2 separate regions of the Bicyclus anynana genome follow, and region 2 is linked to region 1. A link is a contact called in public Hi-C data. All regions are on one chromosome and are shown on one strand. The core of a region is the stretch at or near the end of the contact, and the rest is flanking DNA. Distances in the headings are between cores, read along the strand shown. Region 1 overlaps LOC112058090 (serine/threonine-protein kinase MARK2). Region 2 overlaps LOC112058090 (serine/threonine-protein kinase MARK2).

Region 1 (5,261 bases), core at 726-3,225:
AATTAATGATTATTACCGGGTCTGACGTGATCTCCGAGGCATGAATAGCTTCTCACGACTAGACCCAGAGCCTCGTGATCCGAAGGCACATAGGCTAACCACTGATCCAACTACGAAGTCATTAAGAGTATAAATCAATAGATATGCTAAGTTCGTTTGTATGTGGGGTTGCAGGCAAGTACAAGCTGCTGAAGACCATCGGCAAGGGCAACTTCGCGAAGGTGAAGCTGGCGAAGCATGTGCCCACCGGCAAAGAGGTGGCCATCAAGATCATAGACAAGACGCAGCTGAACCCCAGCTCCCTGCAGAAACTGTTCAGAGAGGTAACTATGATATAGGTATTAATCGCTTCCAGCAAATACAAACTGCCGAAGACTATCGGGAAGGGCAAGTTGCAAAGGTGAAGCTTGCGAAGAACGTGCCCATCGGCAATGAGCTTTCTGCAGAAACTCTTCAGAGCGGTAACTTTGTTTTTCTAAACAATGACAAGTTAGCCCTTGATGACGATCTTAACTTAGTGGTGCGCTAATCTTGCCTTATAGATGCAAACATGTACTGTAATTGAGGAGTATCTCTGCGTGATATGTAGCTCAACGAGTCCCAGAGCTGAAGTGGTAATTGGTTGGGCTCATAGTCCATGTGCTGGTGGAGGTTGAATTCTCAAGGTGCTCGAACAGCGACCCCGCACCAGAGAGTATTGGTTGACCCACTAGGTAGACCGATGATATAAAAACAGGTTGCAAAAGCAAGTAGCATAAAACCATGGTGTATGAAAGTCCTTACAAAAGGCCATATCCAGCAATGGATGACTTTTATTGGCTGATCACGATAATGACTATAGTAACACAATAAATACTGGACGTCCACTGTTGGACTAAGTCTAAGACCTATAATGTCTTTAAAACAATCTCGAGCTGCCTGCACCTAGCGGAACCTTGTATGTCTTAAATCTTAAATTTTGGCTGGTGGGCGGCTTCGGCCGTGGCTAGTTACCACCCTACCGGCAAAGACGTACCGCCAAGCGATTTAGCGTTCCGGTACGATGTCGTGTAGAAACCAAAGGAGTGTGGATTTTCATCCTCCTCCTAACAAGTTAGTCCGCTTCCATCTTAGACTGCATCATCACTTACCATAGGTGAGATTGTAGTCAAGGGCTAACTTGTCAAGAATAAAAAAAAAAAAAATCTACATTCTGTGACTATTTTTTTTTTTTTTTAAATTTTTATTTGGGTCAACAAACAGTAAACGATAAGATTACAAGTTACTATTACCTATAACAATATATAATTTATGTATATTTTATTTTATAAAATGGTTTATTATAATGTATTTGATATTTGTTTTCAGGTGCGGATAATGAAAATGCTCGATCACCCCAACATTGTGAAACTGTTCCAAGTTATCGAAACAGAAAAAACACTGTACCTCGTGATGGAGTACGCGTCTGGTGGCGAAGTAAGTATCATTCATGCTACGTAGTCTTGAGGGTTAGACCCCTTATCCCTTATCTAATAGAAGAGGAGACCACTTACGCTGTTGCAAATATGTTGCTGGTAAACCCAGAAAAGGAGAAAAAGTTAATAAAAACATTGAAATGACAATGACAAAAGGCAGACAGACTGAGAAGAAATAAACATTCCAAAAAATTTTGTAGTCTAAAAATACTTTTTTAATTTCCTTTTGAAAGTATTATTTTTAGTTGTTGGGGTTTGACCCGTAGTCTTTTCCGACTAGTTTTGAGGGGAATTGGAATATTGGTCATATTTAAAAGATATGGCAACCATTCTTTAAAAAATATATCACTTTACGATTTTATTTAATATTAATTTGTATCATTTCCAGGTGTTCGACTACTTGGTGCTACACGGGCGCATGAAGGAGAAGGAGGCGCGCGCCAAGTTCAGGCAAATAGTGTCCGCAGTGCAGTACTGCCATCAGAAGAGGATCATACACAGGGATCTCAAGGTGAGCTCAGACTCCGCTCGCACTTAGACAAAATGGACACCCACCAATACGCTACTCGCGAAGTTAATCGAATACGATACACAACACAACACATGATGATGGCCTACACAAATTTCACTTCGCTTCGTGCAACCTCAACCTCGCTGGACTACTGACCGTTGTCGGTTTTTGCGCCTGAGCCAAAGGATTCGATGCAATCCGAGGTTCGTACACGAAGCGCCTCGCTTTAGTACTTGGGGTTACTTTAGGATATGGTTTCGTTCGCGATCGAATAGCGCATTCTCGATATGTCGTCACTTGGAATTTTCATACAAATTGCAGTGATGCAGCTAGGGGCTTTTGGGGCTGCTCCCTTAATAAGAGGGATTAATTTAATAAAAAAGCAGTGGACATTAGTGTTACTCCTAGCAGCAAAATTGTTTTTGTATATAAGGTAGCTAGACTCACAGGAGTACCATAGACTATCTAACAAAGGCTACATGTTTGAAGATTTTAATACGCGAGTAAAACACTAAGGACGCATATTAATATGGCTCTTAATAATATGTTTTTTAATTTTTTGTTAACGATTTACATTTATCCAGTGAATGTATGCACTCCAGGCGGAAAACCTGCTGCTCGATGGCGAGATGAACATAAAGATCGCGGACTTCGGGTTCTCGAACGAGTTCACGCCGGGCGCCAAGCTCGACACCTTCTGCGGCTCGCCGCCCTACGCCGCGCCAGAGCTGTTCCAAGGTACGCCCGCCTTCCCTCATTGGAGCCGCGTATGTGAGCTCCACGTCTCCTCTCCCAGAGCTGGGAAGACTCCCGTGCCGTGAGCACGTAAACCATTGTCATCAAATAGAGGTTGTTAAGGAATTCTACAGTATCACCCATAAGTTATCTCCTCTAAAGAGGGAGGACTAGCCTTATATGTTCAAGTTCCCTGATAATGCCATCTATTCGCCAGCCAGATCGTCTCCTGCCGATAAGATCAGGTAGTCGTGGAGGAACATTCTCACCCGGTCTTGTTCTTTCAAGCTATTTCGGGATTGAGGCCTTTTGACCTATGGGTTGTCCGGGATGTCGTAAATCCTGGCATCCCACGCGGACTGCGATTTCTCGCTATCGGTGTCGGTTTCTGTGACTTGCCCCATGCGGGACTGCCAAGCGTTTGCTGTTGGTAATTTACAATAATAAACACTGATTTACTATGCCTGTAGATAGCAGCACACATTTTAAAAGCCTCGTCCGATTACACTTTTCGTAACTCATTCTCCAACTTCCTAAGTCTAACGTGCGTGAAGACCTTTTCATTCAATTAATAAGTCAGTAAATAACTCCATAACTCTTCTCTCAGAGCTGGGAAGTTTAAATTGTTATTCGTGTTTATTATCATCAATATCTGAGATCATATCTCCTCTCCTGTGAGGAGGTACGACTGGCCTTATAGTGGGCCGTTAAAATAATCTGATAATGGTCATCATCCTCATCAACAGCCGATGGACGTCGTCATTTCAGCACTTTGGGACCCAAACATCCATCGACTCTTCGAACTACATGCCCTGCCCTTTGCCACTTCAGCTTCGCGACTCGCTGAGCTATGTCAGTGGCTTTGGTTCTTCTGGGGTTCTTCTGATAATGGTCACTTTATGTCAATGTGTCTCATATTGCAGGCAAGAAGTACGACGGCCCCGAAGTGGACGTGTGGTCGCTGGGCGTGATCCTGTACACACTCGTGTCGGGCTCGCTGCCCTTCGACGGCTCCACGCTGCGCGAGCTGCGGGAGCGAGTGCTGCGGGGGAAGTACAGGTACAGTCCGCGACGGTGGGGTAGCGTGCCTTGTAGGGGCCCCGTATCAAGAGGGGGGGCCCAAATTAAGGGTAAAGATTTCTTACAAACAAAAAAGCTCGCTTAAAATAAATATGACAGTGACTTGACCTATGTAGAACAAGAAGTGACCAAGAGGAAAAATGAAATTTTTGACTTTTTGCAGTTTTTTTTCCCCAAGAAGCACCAGACTAATTGAGATTGTGTGATTTACATTTTACTAATTTTTGTTTTTGATGATGTAATGTAGTCTGTAGGCTCAGTATCATTGATAGGGGGGAGCTACGTCTCTGGTCCTCGTGTAATACCCCTGCGCAAGTGTAATTCATCATCATCATCATCATCATCCCATATTCGGCTCACTGCTGAGTTCGAGTCTCCTCTCAAAATAAGAGGGGTTAGGCCAATAGTCCACCACGCAGGCCCAATGCGGATTGGCAGACTTCACAGACGCAGAGAATTAAGAAAATTCTCTGGTTTGCAGGTTTCCTCACGATGTTTTTCCTTCACCGTTTGAGACATGTGATATTTAATTTCTTGAAAAATGCACACAACTGAAAAGTTGGAGGTGCATGACCGGATTCGAACCCACACCCTCCGGAATCGGAGGCAGGCATCCCACATCCTCTGTCAGAGCGGACTATAAAGCTGCGTGATTTAAGCCTCTATCGCTTCGTGGTAAAGAAAATGGATCACACGCCCGGGAGCTCTTATTCCGCAAGGAAATATTCCTGTAAAATAATACACACGTATAGTTTTTGGTAGCTTAAAGTTTTTTCTTTTCCGAATATTAGAATATTAATAACGTTAGCTTTTAATTGATTCCAGAATACCTTTCTACATGTCAACGGATTGCGAGAATCTACTCAAAAAGTTCCTCGTGCTGAACCCGGCGAAGCGGGCCTCCCTCGAGAGCATCATGCGCGACAAGTGGATGAACACGGGCTATGAGGACGACGAGCTGCGGCCGTACGTCGAACCACAGCAGGACTTCAAGGACCACAAACGGATAGGTGAGTACGGAGACACTGCCAGAACATGGCTAAACCCCTGTTCAATCCTAGATTCTGCACCTGATTGGACTTTGTCGATGGATACATATGAAAAACATTATAAAATCCCAAAGGATGACGCTGTTTTAAGATCTAGATCAGATATTTTCCTTTTTTTGCAAACAAACTAAGCGTGCTTGTTGAGCTTACTGTGCCGTGAGAGACTAACATTCCGAACTAACTAAAAATGGGTATGTAGTTAGTCTGTACGCCGTTGAAGTAGGTGCGAGAGGATTACCAGCTAAATCTCTCTATAACTTCCTTGAAGACCTTGGCCTCTTTAGAAGTGCAGCTAGTTCTATATTAGAACGAGTACCCAAAGCTGCTTTAATAGGATCTTACCAAATTTGGCGGCGAACAACACGAGCGGAGGAGGGGAGTGTTGATCGATCGTCAAGGATATCCTTAACCCTAAATCCTGTAGTCACAAGT
Region 2 (5,261 bases), core at 1,357-3,856, 140 kb before region 1:
TTGAATGCGATGCGAGGCATGCGCGAGCGATCGCCCGCTCCGATAGCATTCGTTGTTACGGCACTTGACACCTCGCCGCGTCATCGATGGGTGACAGATCGTTCACCCGCGGCACGCGGATTTGCCTGCCTATTTGTTGTTGACGGCCTCCGTGGCGCAGTTGTATGCGCGGTGGATTTACAAGACGGTGGTCCTGGGTTCGATCCCCGGCTGAGCCAATTGAGGTTTTCTTATTTGGTCCAGGTCAGGCTGGTGGGAGGCTTCGGCCTTGGCTAGTTGTAGGTACGTCTTTACTGGCAAAGATGTACCGCCAAGCAATTAAGCGTTCCGGTACGCTGCCGTGTAGAAACCGAGAGGAGTGTGGATTTATATCCTCCTCCTAACAAGTTAGCCTGCTTCCATCTTAGACTGCATCATCACTTACCATCAAGTGAGATTGTAGTCAAGGGCTAACATTTAAAGAAAAAAAAAAACTAGCTGAATCTACCGACGTAGTTCACCTACCCCCTAAAGCCACCAAGGTCCACGTTTGGACCTTGGTGACCATGGTGAGGATTCACAAGCCCTAGTCTATAGACACTCGACAAAAGAAGGAACTTGGATCAAACATTCTTATGTGTATAAATTACTGAGAATCCAGATAGCACCAATTCTGCAAAGCAAAATTAACTTTAGGGCGCCTAGTACGAGTAGATACTCTCGCCAAGCAATTCGTATTCTACTATGCCTAGAATATTTTTTCTTTTTTTTTATTCTATACAAGTTAGCCCTTGACTACAATCTCACCTGATGGAATGGACCCGGAAGGAATCGGGCTAATTTGTTAGGAGGATGAAATTCACTTTCGGTTTCTACACGAGGTCGTACTGGAACGCTAAATCGCTTGGCGGTACGTCTTTGATGGTAACTATCTAGCCACGGCCAAAGCCTCCCACCAGCCAAATGTAAATTATAAGTATAAGTCGTTCTATATCAACATAGACTCACCAAGTTTGTCAGACATATCACAAGTTAGTTTTATACCTAATGTTACTAAACTAATTTTTCCTATTCAAAATGTAACATTTTTTATACCTCTTTCATTTTATTTTTTTTCTAATAAATAACACTCAAATAGTGCCAACTGATTTTTTTTTTGTTAACTGTAAACTGTCTTTTTTTCGTAAACCGTAAACTATTTTTATAATTATTAATTTGCTTTATTAAGATTGCACAGAGCCTTGTATTTGTATTTTTTAGATTATTATGTAAAAACTGTAACAGTCACTAGTGGATCAAATCAATAAATAGTTACCTGTTTCTGTTTTAAATTAAGAAATGACTAACCTTTACAACGAATGGAGTATCGAACCTATGAATTTTCGAAATCGAGTCCAACCCTTGAACGTATAGAACGTTTTATTGCCATAATATTTACGTTGCTTGGACGGACAGCAGAAGTAATTAAATTCTCCTATAATTGCATTTTCTATCCAACGTTCAACGTCCAATATTTAATTTATTGAGTCTCTGATATACGACGGAACCGAAGATATGATATCAGATTATAAAAATGGTTATTGAAATAAACTTAAAATAATCTTGCATCTTGAAAATTAAAATAAATTTGTGTCAAGTTACACCATATACCTATGTTGCTTATTATCTTATAATTTAAAGTAATACACAAAAATGTCTAAGTTGAATTTTTCTCATAATAAATCGTTTTTATCGGAAATAATAACAAAACAATCTAGAGAATATAAAATAATACAAGAAAACTAAGTTAATTTTTTCTCATGTTATATCGTTCGAAAATAATAACAAAGCAATCTAGAGAACACTACACTACACTCACAATAGTTTAAAATCTAAAAAACAATCTAGAGTGGAAACTAATTTTCTGTATGGTGATATCTTTGTATTTGTATATCAATGTATAGAGTAGGTAACTAGACACGGGACTAAACTTGTACCATCTGCAGAGAATATTGAATTGGCTTCGGGCTTTATTTTTATTTTGCTATCTTAGGGCTGCTGTATATCTGAGGAGGCTCATTCGTTAGTAATAAAATATTTGAGGCATAGCCTGGTCATTAATTATTTAACAACAAAAACATGTTAGTGATGTAAGTTGAAATAATTGTCGATTTTATTTCAATATTACTTAGCTTATTACGAATAGATTAATAGTTAAAATTGACCTACGATGCATATTGCCAGATATACGCCGGCCTTAAAAGGATGGCTGTAATGATAAGCTGCACAACAGGTTATATTGTGATATATACTCAGAGGCACAATTATCCGCCCACTTTAATCGGACGCGAGTATATTAAAGTGGTCGGATAATCGTGCCTCCGAGTATATATTGTTATAAAAAAAATATTTTAATGTTACTGATTTTGTTGAAAATTTTTGTAAATGGACATTTTTAATAACAAATTGTTTCTTGATATATAATAAAACACAAAAACATTTTTAAAACTCATTTCAGTACCAATGACGAAATTGCATTTTATTACCACAACCGAAGATAGGAACCAACTTTAAAGGTCTCTGCAACTTTAATGCCTAGATACAAACCATCAAGCGCGCAGTTCCGCCGCCAACCGCTACGTGGCGTCGCTTAGCGAATCAGCTACTGCATAATAGATGGCGCTGCAAGTCACGTATACTTGGTGTTTCAGACTATTGATTTACCTTTTATCTCCCAGCGTTCAAATAATAATGTAGGTATATTAGTATATTGGTACAGCGATAACCGTGTTTGTTGTACTATCTTGTAAGTTGACATAGCGTTGTTTTCAATGTTAACTACGAGAGGTTTCTTTGTTTTGTTGTTTTTTTTTTTATTTCACTATTATCATTTATTTCAATGAGACGTGATTTTCCTTTAATGTATTGTGTTTGTAATTATTTATTGTACAAGACAAGGTGGTCTTGCAGTTTGTTGATAGCTTTAAGAAAAAAATGTAAAATGTAGTTATTTGTTATGATATTTTAGTTTTAAAACTTTTGTGATGTTCTGGTTGTTATTTTGCTAAACTAGCGGACGTCTGCGTGGAATTAGTTTTTCACAAATCCCTCGGGAACCATCAGTTTTCCGGGATAAAAAGTAGCCTATGTGTTAATCTATGCTATAATATATCTCAATACCAAATTTCAGTTAATTCGGTTCAGTAGTCGAGGCGTGAAAGAGTAACAAACATTAATATCATCATTCTTCGCAAATCTCGGGAAACCATAGATTTTTTCGGGATAAAAAGTAGCCTATGTGTTAATCCATAGTAAAATCCATTTCCATTCCAAATTTTAGCCAAATCGCTTCAGTTGTGGCGGCGTTAAAGAGTAACAAACATCCAAACATCCATACTTTCGCTTTAGCGTTTATAATATTAGTAGGATTAAATTTTACATATATAGCTTATAGGGATAGGGATATAAAGTTTAGATCCAACACGCTGCACCAATGCAGGTCGGTGGGCTGGGTGTATTTTATGTCACCTTTGACTAATTATTATCGAACGCAACTGTCAACGGACTCGCGCCGCCATCTTGTCCGGTGCGTCAATTGGATGATTGCGCGGGAGTCGCTGCGATCGTGTCAAGGTGACATCCACGTGACTTGTCGATATAAGCAAGTTCATTATGCATGTACATAGGTATTAACCTATACCATTACCTATAACTTCTTCAGTAGTGCTCACATGGGACCAAGCGAAGGGAAATAGACAAATTGTCCGATGACGGCTACCAACGCAATGAAAGAGATTGCGGATTTTCCGGTTGCACCGTCATTTGTTGAAATTTGGCTATTTCTCTTCATGACATTATTTTGTTGGTCGCAAGTCATGGATTCGATTAAGCTTCCAACATGACTATCCTCGTACCAACTTTCACATATCTTCCCGACCATGGTTCCTCCCAAAATGTCGGTAGAAATTTATAAAACTCTAATCATGAAGACTTGGTAAATGATGACTCAATACGAACGTGTAAACAAAAAGCGTTACGTAACGCATCAAACAATGTGTAGTGTGCAATAAATGTCATTCAGCTCGCATCTGATGAACCCCTCCACTCTATTCTTGGACACTTGACCTTGACGCTTGTTAAAACTACTTCTTTATCTTTATGTAACAACAAAAGAAATACAGTTTATGTTGGTACATATAAATTCATATTAAACTTGTCAGCATAGGCCTTTTGTTTGGATGTAGGACTTAATTTTGCAGTATTACACATTACATATTTATTTTGCTAGTAGCAGATGCCCGCAGTTTCACCGGCGTAATTCCCGTTCCCGTGGCAATACGGGAATAAAATATAGCCTATGCTGCTCGTTGAAAATATACCCCGTAGTACCCTAGTCAAACGCAACGTTAAATTTTTTTTTACCGGGTAGTACGGTTGAGATAAATCACATAAACCATGTAAAAATAACAAGTTTTATGTTTAGCTTAATGTATAAAAATAAAAGAAAAAGTAAAAAGTAAAAAGAGAAGTCGCAAGGCCTATTGAGCAATAATCCGCTTATGTTAATATTTAAATGTTTGGCTTCCCTACTTATGATAATTGTGCCTCTTTAGAAATTGCAGGTTAAGATGGTATTGGTAATGAAATTATTTGAGAAATTAGTAAGATCCTAAATTTTTCTGATCATGTAACATTTGCTCATACATCTATTGCCATTGTTATCGAAAAATGAGAGACACAAAAATATACAAATCAACGTATATTTTCAAGACTATTATTACAATGAAGTAATTTAAAAAACTCGTTTTTCTAAAATAGGAAGTTTTAAACTAAATTTGAAAATTTTGGCGACGTTTTCTTATCTCCGTCTAATCTAACTAATTCAGATAATTATCATTATTTTACAGTTTTAGTTGTAATTTGGTAATTTAAATATCACGATGTTTCCTCAATATTTGTCTCTGGCAGTACATATTCCAGATACTTATGTCTTAAACAACATTTATTAAATGTGTAATTACAAAGCAGGGTAACTTTACCCTTAGCCAATATAAATGATTCATTTTCGCGACAACATTAAAAATATATATATTTGCCACACCCTTTACAGACAGTTGAATTTTATTTAACCGAATTATGAGCAGTGAACATAAATTGCAATGATTTTATTTCTCCGGTTAACACTTGTCTGCTTAGTTTGTTTCGTGTAAAACGAAAACATCATCAGTGTCTGTAATTTCCATTCCTTACACAATATAGTTATTACTCGTGCATGTTCTACGTAATGCAAGAGGATATGCGCT

The links. A called contact is a pair of places that touch in the nucleus more often than the background predicts.
Region 2: a contact with region 1 is called in a Hi-C map of whole larva, with 4 times the contacts expected there. The contact joins two enhancer-like sites. A contact is called at or near these places in 2 of 2 Hi-C or Micro-C datasets (whole body and whole larva).

What each region holds. Positions count from the first base shown.
Region 1 is chr18:2,259,870-2,265,130 of ilBicAnyn1.1, reverse strand. It overlaps LOC112058090 (serine/threonine-protein kinase MARK2), which reads left to right. Exons shown (of 21, transcript XM_052886767.1): 3 at 175-323; 4 at 1,348-1,455; 5 at 1,843-1,965; 6 at 2,568-2,703; 7 at 3,624-3,759; 8 at 4,606-4,790. Among protein-coding and RNA genes, the nearest start is that of LOC112058089, 82 kb to the right of the region's middle. Within about 2 kb of position 1,975, at least 7 of the 8 cell types and tissues checked have open chromatin away from gene starts, as enhancers often do.
Region 2 is chr18:2,401,941-2,407,201 of ilBicAnyn1.1, reverse strand. All of the region lies in intron 1 of LOC112058090 (serine/threonine-protein kinase MARK2), which reads left to right. Among protein-coding and RNA genes, the nearest start is that of LOC112058090, 30 kb to the left of the region's middle. Within about 2 kb of position 2,606, at least 8 of the 8 cell types and tissues checked have open chromatin away from gene starts, as enhancers often do.